2 separate regions of the Mus musculus genome follow, and region 2 is linked to region 1. A link is a contact called in public HiChIP or PLAC-seq data. All regions are on one chromosome and are shown on one strand. The core of a region is the stretch at or near the end of the contact, and the rest is flanking DNA. Distances in the headings are between cores, read along the strand shown. Region 1 holds the start of Lum (lumican). Region 2 holds the start of Poc1b (POC1 centriolar protein B).

Region 1 (4,702 bases), core at 479-2,978:
ATATATGCAATGAATGTAAGGCATTTATACTAGTGTGAACTTTCCAGGTGAATAAGGTCATGATTATTGACTTGTACCCCTCTCAGGTCTCACTATTAACATTTGAAACACTGGATATGTACTCTGATTTTTGTTTCATTTACATTGTTATGTTGAGATGGGGGTCTCATGAATCCCAGGCAGGATTCAATACACTATGTAGTTGAGGATGAACTTAAATTCCTGCTCTTCCCGTCCCTACCCTTCAAGCACTGGAATTACCTACCTCTGTGTGTTATCACATCTAGTTTATCTGATGCTGGAGATTGAACCCATTTCTTTATTAATGCTACGCTGTACCAACTGAGCTGTGTCTCAAGCTATCTTTAAAGGAAAATAACTAAAATGTAGAACCTATACTGAAACAGCTTGCTCTAAGAGTTTTATAGAATAGGGAACAAAACACCCATGGAAGGAGTTACAGAGGCAAAGTTTGGAGCTAAGATGAAAGACTGGACCATCCAGAGACTGCCCCACTCGGGGATCCATCCCATAATCAGCCACCAAATGCAGACACTATAGCCTATGCCAGCAAAATTTTGTTGAAAGGACCCTGATATAGCTGTCTCTTGTGAGGCTATGCCAGTGTCTGGCAAATACAGAAGTGGATGCTCACAGTCATCTATTGGATGGAATACAGGACCCACAATGGAGGAGCTAGAGAAAGTACCCAAGCAGCTGAAGGGGTCTGAACCCTCTAGGAGGAACAGCAATATGAACTAACCAGTACCCAGAGCTCATGTCTCTAGCTGCATATGTAGCAGAAGATGGCCTAGTCGGCCATCACTGGGAAGAGAGGCCCCTTGGTCTTGCAAACTTTATATGCCCCAGTATAGGGGAACATCAGGGCTAAGAAGTGGGAGTGGGTGGGTAGGGGAGCAGGGCTGGGGGAGGATATAGGGAACTTTTGATATAGCATTTGAAATGTAATTTAAAAATATCTAATTAAAAAATAGAAAGTGAATATTTTAAAATAAAAATATACCCTATAAATATATATAATCTTCTCAAGTAATTAAAGCAATAAGGGCTTGAATAAATTACTCATTTGCTACATTACATACCAGAAAGTGAGTTAGAACACTCTATCAAGCCAGGCCTTTGGACAGACCACAACTTTGGGTGCCTTCCACCTTGGAAAAAAAGTCAGAATAGTCTGGTAACAGAATGAAAAAGATTAGTGACTTGTGATATTTTTAGGATATATTTATGTTATCTTTGTTCTGCTTTTTTTGGCTTTAAAGTATAGAATATAATCTTCAAGTAGGGTTTTGAGTGAGTTCCTGAGGAAATCCACAAATGAAAAACAGGTCAGACCTTGGCTGAGTGGTTCCAGATCTGAAGAACATGAGAAAGAGTTTCCTCAACATGACAAGCTAAAGAAGACATTCACCCTATCAGTTGTCTCAACGTGTATATGAAGCGCTGCTCACAGTACAGAAATGAATGCATCCTTAGGACAAAGAGCAAGCTAACCCAAGTGAATCAAATAAGTAATCCAAGAGGGGTGGCCAAAAAAAAAAAAAAAAAAAAAAAAAGACTCAGTTCCTTTGCGTGTGCTCATTTGCATTTTCCTGAGATTCTTTGCTCTGTTTGTGATTTATGAGGTCTTTACAGGAGCACAAGACTTGGCTGAGCAGATCACAGTTCACCGCCACCACACATGCAGAAGTTCAGAAGTTTGCAGCAGAAACCCTCTCACACCGAACTGCCTCATTTGTAGCAAGCTCGATTCTTAGGGGTTTAATCCAGTAAAGTACTTCTCTCTCTGTCTCTCTCTCTTCCCCCAACCCCGATTCCAGAGTGGAAGGGTCTGTTTTGTCCACCTGCACTTCGTTAGAGAGAAGCTTGCTCAGAGGCAACACCACAAGAGCCCACAGTGACATAACTTCATCCAGAGGCTGGCGTGATTGGGCTGGTCCCCCCCCCCCACCCCCCACGCTCCTCAGCTCTTGTATCACTGAGACTCTGGCAGCCAGTCCCACCCTGACAGAGTTCACAGCATATGTTAGTGGATTCTTGTTCACAGTGTGCCTGTTTAAGAAATTAACGGAAACAGTGTCAAGAGAGTAAGGTAAGTGCTTTTTTTTTTTTTTTTTTTCTTACTATACCCCAGGGGATGCTGAGTCTTGGGGACAGTGTTTAATTTTAACAGGAACAGGAAAAAAAAAGATCTAGAGGAATTTTGCCAATTTGCTATTCAATGACAGTTTTGAACATTTATTTTCACATTTTACCTATTATACTTTCCATCACTATTGGATTAATTTCACTCTGTATGCCAGACTGATTGGCAAGGGAAATTTAAAACGTTCCAAGGTTGCAATGAAAAAAAAAAAAAAAGTTAGACACTCAAAAACGTACAGAAATTAAAATGTTATCTATGCTAATTAGCTACATATTGTTATAATGTTGAAATCTAGTATTGAGACAGAAAAAGGCCACTACCACCAGCAGCAGTCAAGGGGTTTTGCAATAAAATATGTTGTTACAGGTCGCAATAAACATTCTGGGTTATAAAATGTTAGCAGGAGGACTCAGTTACTTGTGTGGATCACTTCTCCGTGTTTTGCTCATTTTAAAGATCTGTGGTTTTGGATATACACCTTAAGGTACATGTTTTTAAAAGTTTCTGGGAAACAATTTACATTTTTGCAGAAAAGCATTTCTTTCATGACCAGAGGTATTTAAAAAAGTAGGGGCCGAATGTATGACTTACCCTCACAGAGGAGGCATTGTATGTTCACAAGGTTGCTTTGATTTCAGACTGTTAAGTTTTACTTTGCCAAAACTGTGGAATAAATTTTTGTTAGTATGCATATTCCATTTAAAAAGTCAAAACTTAAATGAATCAACAGATTCATTTATGTGATTATGTACTGTTACTGTGTTCCTAGTGCTAGGCAGGGCAAATCCTAACTATTCAATTAAAAATTCCCATCAGAATCATGGGCAAGGGCATAATTTATTAGCATTGTGACTGTATCTGAGGTTAGAATTTCAAGTGTATCTTTCATAAAATCTTTTTCAATGTTTCTTTTCCTGAAGTCTGTCATGATTCTAAGCTAAAGCAAAGCATATATATTTAAAATGCATGGTCTCCCAACTTCTACTTCCTCCAAATTACCTGATGCAAATGCTTGTCTCATATTATTTGCATGAAATATCATGCAATGCAGGGTGTAATTGAATGTGGATTCTCTTCATGTTGTTTCACTCACAGGAACATGGGCTTTCTTACAATGCATTCTGTGATTCCCAACTCTTAAGTTCTAGCCTTCTTTTATGCAAATGGCTAGCTTTTCTCTGAATTTCGAATCATTGTTGAATCTCATCTTAGAAATATGTTATGTGAAAATAACTACCAGGAAATTTTTTGAACTTACACTCTCAGCACACATTTCATGAAGCCAACATCACTATTATTTTATTTTTGTTTTGTCTTTTATTCCCTGCCTTCTCCTGCCTCCACTTTCTGAAGGCACTAAAATCTGCATTAGCAAATCATGTTACCTTACAGTTGGCACAAAGAAGATGAACTCATGATTTAAAATGGAGAAGGACTTAGCTTTTAAAGTTGGAGAGAAGGTTATTTTCGTATAATTGGTATCCTTTTTGGTTTGGATATAAAAGCCAACACTGTCTGACGTTTCCCTGTTGGGTAAATATTTGTTCTTCTAAAATTAATTTACTAAATACTAGCTTCAGATACAGCTTCCAATGGATTTTAAAGCAGGGGATGTTAAGCTGCAAATAATGTAAACATCCATCTAAGAATTCAACCCCCTTTCCCCAGAATCCACAACAATAACAAGGCCCCTTGAAAGGAATGCGCTTATTGCCTCTTCTACCTCACAAGCAGCAAGAGCAGTTTGCCTCAGGGCAAAACCACAGATTGCCCCTGCACCCACTTAGGATCTCTCTAATGAGACATTTTAATGATGTTGATGGCAGAATATACGGAGGAATTTCCTGTTGTCTTCTAAGTGTCCTTTCTTCTGGATTAGGGGATATTCTTAAATAGGGTTTCTCACATTGTGTGAGATGGTGCCACCAGGAAATACCCTGACTGATATATCGATTAAGGAAGTATCAGAAGACAGGGCCTAAAAATTTGGAAGCCAGACCACAAGGGGGCGCATGCGTACACACCTGAAACCTGTTTCCACCCAAAGGTGTGAACAACACGCCCCCCCCCCCCCCCACACACACACACCCTCCCCTTCCCGGCAGCCTTCTCCTTATACTTAAATAGAAAGTTTCAAAGGGCAGTGAAGACACTATTTTGGAGGCACTGAAAATGAAATGAAAAAAAAAAAACGCACTTTGTTAATGAATTTAATGAAAATTGAACTTTTTTTCCCCTTGAAATTATATTATGCTGTAATGATTCGTTTTTCCACTTTATGTAGGTCACAGAGGACTTGCTGAAAATGAATGTATGTGCGTTCTCTCTTGCCTTGGCATTAGTCGGTAGTGTCAGTGGCCAATACTACGATTATGACATCCCTCTCTTCATGTATGGGCAAATATCACCCAACTGTGCACCAGAATGTAACTGCCCCCACAGCTACCCAACTGCCATGTACTGTGATGACCTCAAGTTGAAGAGTGTGCCAATGGTTCCTCCTGGCATCAAGTACCTTTACCTGAGGAATAACCA
Region 2 (4,658 bases), core at 1,915-4,414, 1.5 Mb after region 1:
CAATGAACCCATACCCACCCCTCATTTTGGCCTTGAACTTCCCCTAGAAGCCTCCCAATGGTCCCCTCTTGCAGCTTCCCATCTTCATTAATAATCCAAGTCCAGCGGGAGCTGCCCATATGTGCACGGCATGGGGTGGTCCACTGGAGGGTGAGAAAAAAACTAGTAGTTAGAATGATCCATCCTTCCCAGTAGCTACCAACTGCCAATAGCTCCTCAGTTTAGGGGTGGGGTCTAGAGAGCACCACCCACATCCACGCTATGCACCAGCTCCATCTTGTGCAGGTAACTGCAGCTACTACGCATGTGCAATAGCCACATCACAGGCCAGAGACTGCATTTCGTAGCATTCTCTCTAGTTGCTCTTTGGTGATGTTCCTCAACACTTAGGGAGTGTTGATATGGCATGTGATAAAGGTGTCCTGTGTAGGACAAGCATTCACAGACTCTTAGTCCCAGCACTTTGACCAATTGTGGGTCTCTGCACTGACTGCTGCCGACTGTAAAAGGCTGCTTCTCTGAGCAATGTTGTGAGTAGCCCAGGCCTATGAGTATAGACATAAACGCTTAAAAGGCAACTGGACAATGTGAGCATTTAGTATAGTTACAGTGGCAGGCTACAGTCCAGAGCCCATCTCTTCATCTATTTAATGTAAAGCATGTCTATTCATGAACTAAACCAGCAGTCCAGTTTTGTGTGCCACTGACCCTTAAATAGCTTACACAACATTATCGTGGCAACAGAGGACTGATACAAAAGGAACTCAGTGAGTAGCTGTGGAATACCTACCTACCACAGGTACAGGGATGGTTTACAGTGACAAAGAAGGGTGCTTTTATAACCTGCTTTACCTCCTGGCTTTCCGGCTTGCCTACCTTTAACAACTCGTTTGTGATAACTGAAGATTTCAAAATAGTACTCAATTAGAAAAAAAAAACCCTCCGTTTGTCTTTTCTTTGACTTCATCTCTCCAACCTCCTGTCTTTGAATCTGCTATGCCCAATATTAGATGTAGCTATGAGAGATCCAAAAGCCTTGATTTCTGGTTTTAACATTGGAGTATTTCCCTGTGATCAAATATACAAGAAATAAACATCCACTTATTCTGCTGACCTAATGCAAATCTAATCACACAACTTGGTGTGTGTGTGTGTGTGTGTGTGTGTGTGTGTGTGTGTGGCCTATTTATTTGTTCACAATTATCACATAACTTGCATGTATCAAAATTTCATCTGCTTTTATGGCCAAATGCTATTTCTATTATGTACATTTTATTTACCCACTCATTTGCTGGATATTAGTTGTCTCTCGTTTTTGCCTGCTGCTTCTAAGGCTGCAAACTCTAGTGAATACAGATGTTTGGTCCCTGTCTTGCTGGATCATGAGTAAATTATTTCATTTCTGAGTAAATGCCGTACTGTTTTTTCCCACAATTCCATACCACTTTTATGTTTAATTGGCATCCAAAACTAAACATTTTTTTAAAAGGGAAACATAGAATGGCAAAATCACAGGTTGCTGGTACCGATTCTCATTTCATTCTGTCTCTGCCTCATACACATATGAGAAGTGGAGACTGACTCTGTGTGTTCGAGTGCTGGAGATCAAATCCATGTTTTTCTGTGTTAACCATATTCTCTATCCCCGACCTACACCACTGCCCTCCATCACAGCAAGACCCTTAACACATCCCTTCCTCTATTAGAGCAACATTTTCCACGTACACAGCCAAGACTCCTATAGCAAAACCTAAGCAGTTTGTTATACCTGTAGGGCTCTAGGTTCTGCCCCATATATGCTGAATCAGCATCTTTGGCAACTAGCATCAATTATACTAAAACATGAGACTCCTTAAGGTAGAATACAGCAGGGTTGTCGTCTGTTTTTTATTTGCTTAACAGAGTTCATGTAGCTTAGACTGGCATCAAACTCACAGTATAGCCAAGGACAACCTTATGCCTCTGATCCTCCTGCCTCCACCTCCCCAGGGCTATAGTTACTGATGCCAGGTTGTGTTGATGAGGGCGCTGGGAATACAAGCAAGGGTTTAGTTCATTAGGCACTCTCCAACTGAGCTACATCCCAGTGCCAAGTTCTTGAGGGGAGGGAACTATGTTGGCATTCAGGGGTTTGTTTTGTTTATAACAAAGTTTAGCCCTTGGTGTCAAACATATAACAGATATTTAACATCCACCCATGTGTCAAACTAATACGGTATTGCACTTACATAATTGCTATATAGTGGTTAAGACTAAACGCAAATACAGCGAGGGAACCTGTAATTACTACACTTTTTATTTACACACAACATGTACCTTACCAGTTTATCACGACATTCCACTGCCAAGAAGTTGTGTTCCGTATGTAATTTTCAGCTGAGTCTTTTATGCTCCGGGGCAGGGTTTAATGCTGTTGTTTGTTGTCGAGGGGTATGAAGAAGCATCAAAATGTGGCCTTCCATGTACAAACTGCCACCGACAACATTCTCTAGCTTTGAAACCCTGTTGCTGAAGCACAAATGATAGTATGTGTGGGGAAAAAAAAAAGTCTAAAGTGGGGACCGTTATTGTAACCACGTGGTCTAGAAACTTTAAAGTTTCCAAGTCTTCCGACCACTTCAGGTGTGTGTGTGAGTTTAATAAGGCATATGCAAACAAGCGGTTGAGAACAGAATAAATCAAATAGATAATAGAATACTATTGAATAAAGAAAAACAGGGTGAACATGTGAATAAAATATTACCCATCATGTGCTGCCAGCATTTGTATCTATAGTACGTGCAAAACCAGTAATTGAACACAAGGAACTTAGTCCCGCTCAACGTCCTGTTACTGTCTAGCTTGTGCACCCAAGCTCCCCTCTCCGGAGTAGCCGAGTTGGGCGCCGTTCTCTTTAAGGTGTAATAGAATCCTGATTGCATCGATCACCGACTCTCCTCCGCTTCGCCACCACCGATCACATCTCTCTCTCTCTCCAAGTCCCAACCCGCTTCCCGACAACAACCCGGTAGTCCGCTACCTCCGAAGCTCGCGGGGCTCGCTGTGTGCGCGCGCGGCGGACCCCCCGCGGCGCGCTCCCGCCAGGCTCTCGGCTGTCGGCAGCGCGCGCGCGCGCGGCGTCTCGGGGCTCGTCTGGCCACGCCTGGAGCGCGGGCTTTGATTGGGCCGCCGTTGTTGTAGTGACCGGGAAGCGCCCGCACTCCAGTCTGACGGTTCCGGGCGCCGCACGGTCCCCCCTCGTCCCCACCCCTCCCTGGTCCCCCAAGGCCCCGGGCGCCGTCCGCTCCCCGCATGGCCTCCGGCCTGGTAAGGTCCCCGCCGCTACCGGAGCCGATCATCCTTGGGCGGCGGGACCGGGAGGAGGGGAACCACGCCGAGTCTGGCAGGCCTGGGAGGTAGCCCCGAGACCCGGAGCTCCGCAGCTCGCTCACCTCCCCGGAGCGGGACGCCGTGCCCGGGTTGAGCGGTGAGCGCTGCTCCCGGAGAGATCCCGGCGCTCGGGGCTGAGGCGGAGCTGGCTCCGGGACTCGCCGGCTGGGTTCCCGCGGCGCGCCTGCGTCAGAATCACCAGGGAGGTTTAAAGAGCGCGGGAGGCTTCGGCGAGCATCTGCAGCTCGGTGCGGTGGGCGGGTCCCTCGGCGGCTCGCCCTGGTGCCTGGGCTGGGGGTTCCTCCCGATGGTGGGGACCCCTCCGGATGGAAGCTGGGGCAGTGCCCGAGCCTCTCAGCCGGGTTGTAATGCCCACGCCTCTCTCGCTGCCCGCTGATGCTGCGGGGTCCTCCTCTTCGATCCCGGGGGACAGGCAACGTTGACGTCTGATGTCGAGAGCTGGAATTCTGCACCTGCTTTCAAACCTAACAACTTTCCATCCTAGGAGGATCCGATTCTGGAACGTTCTTTTAAAGGTCACAAAGCTGCCATCACCTCCGCTGACTTCAGCCCCAACTGCAAACAAATTGGTAAGTTGTTTTTGTTTTTGTTTTTCCTTTCTTTCTTCTTTCCTTTTCTGACAGTAACCAAAGCTCACTTGGCAGAAAGCCTTTCTTCCATCCCTGCCTGAGTGAGCCAGGCGCGATGGGATGTACCCGGCCACTCTGGGTCCCTGGGTCTTTGCTGGGTAAGGACTCGACTGGTCCCGGCCTGACAGACAACTTTCGTGAACTAACCACCAGGAGGAGTGAGTGGGAAGGGGAGGGGTTTGTGATCGGCCCGAGGAGGGTGGAGTATTGGCTGGAGAGTTTGTGAAAAGTTCTGAGACGAGCAGGAGGAAGTGGGGACCGACCAGTTGAGCACCACCAGAGGCCGGGGAGCGAGGGGGTCTCAAGTGACCCCTGGGAAACTCCGGTGTCGGAAAGGAGCCGAGCGCCTACATGAAAGGAGGAACCTTCTCGGAAGTTCGCCCCTACCTGAGCCGGGAACTCCAGCTTCAGGATCCGCGGCGCTTTCCCCGCGTGCTGGCTCGGTGGCCGCGTCTACACACGACCCGTGAGGATCCGGATGGCCGTGAGGTGGACCTGGGCAGGCAAGAGCTGCCTGCTGCTGGCCCTTTTAACACTGGCTTATATTCTGGTGGAGTTCTCAGTCTCCACTTTGTATGCCTCTCCAGGAGCCGGCGGTGCCAGGGAGCTGGGGCCAAGGCGGCTCCCGGACCTTGATAC

What was found. HiChIP or PLAC-seq counts read pairs in DNA pulled down with a chosen protein or histone mark.
Region 2: a contact with region 1 is called in an H3K4me3 HiChIP or PLAC-seq map of stem cell-derived neural progenitor cells, with 5 times the contacts expected there. The contact joins the promoter of Poc1b here to the promoter of Lum in region 1. A contact is called at or near these places in 1 of 39 promoter capture datasets (embryonic stem cells) and 3 of 115 datasets of contacts at active chromatin or transcription factors (embryonic forebrain, large pre-B cells and stem cell-derived neural progenitor cells).

Annotation. Positions count from the first base shown.
Region 1 is chr10:97,563,773-97,568,474 of GRCm38.p6, forward strand. Lum (lumican) reads left to right here and starts at 1,729. Exons shown (of 3, transcript NM_008524.2): 1 at 1,729-2,113; 2 at 4,452-4,702. The coding sequence starts at 4,473.
Region 2 is chr10:99,103,918-99,108,575 of GRCm38.p6, forward strand. It overlaps Poc1b (POC1 centriolar protein B), which reads left to right and starts at 3,165. Exons shown (of 12, transcript NM_027740.7): 1 at 3,165-3,306; 2 at 3,875-3,959. The coding sequence starts at 3,292. It overlaps Galnt4 (polypeptide N-acetylgalactosaminyltransferase 4), which reads left to right and starts at 4,218. Exons shown (of 1, transcript NM_015737.4): 1 at 4,218-4,658. The coding sequence starts at 4,498.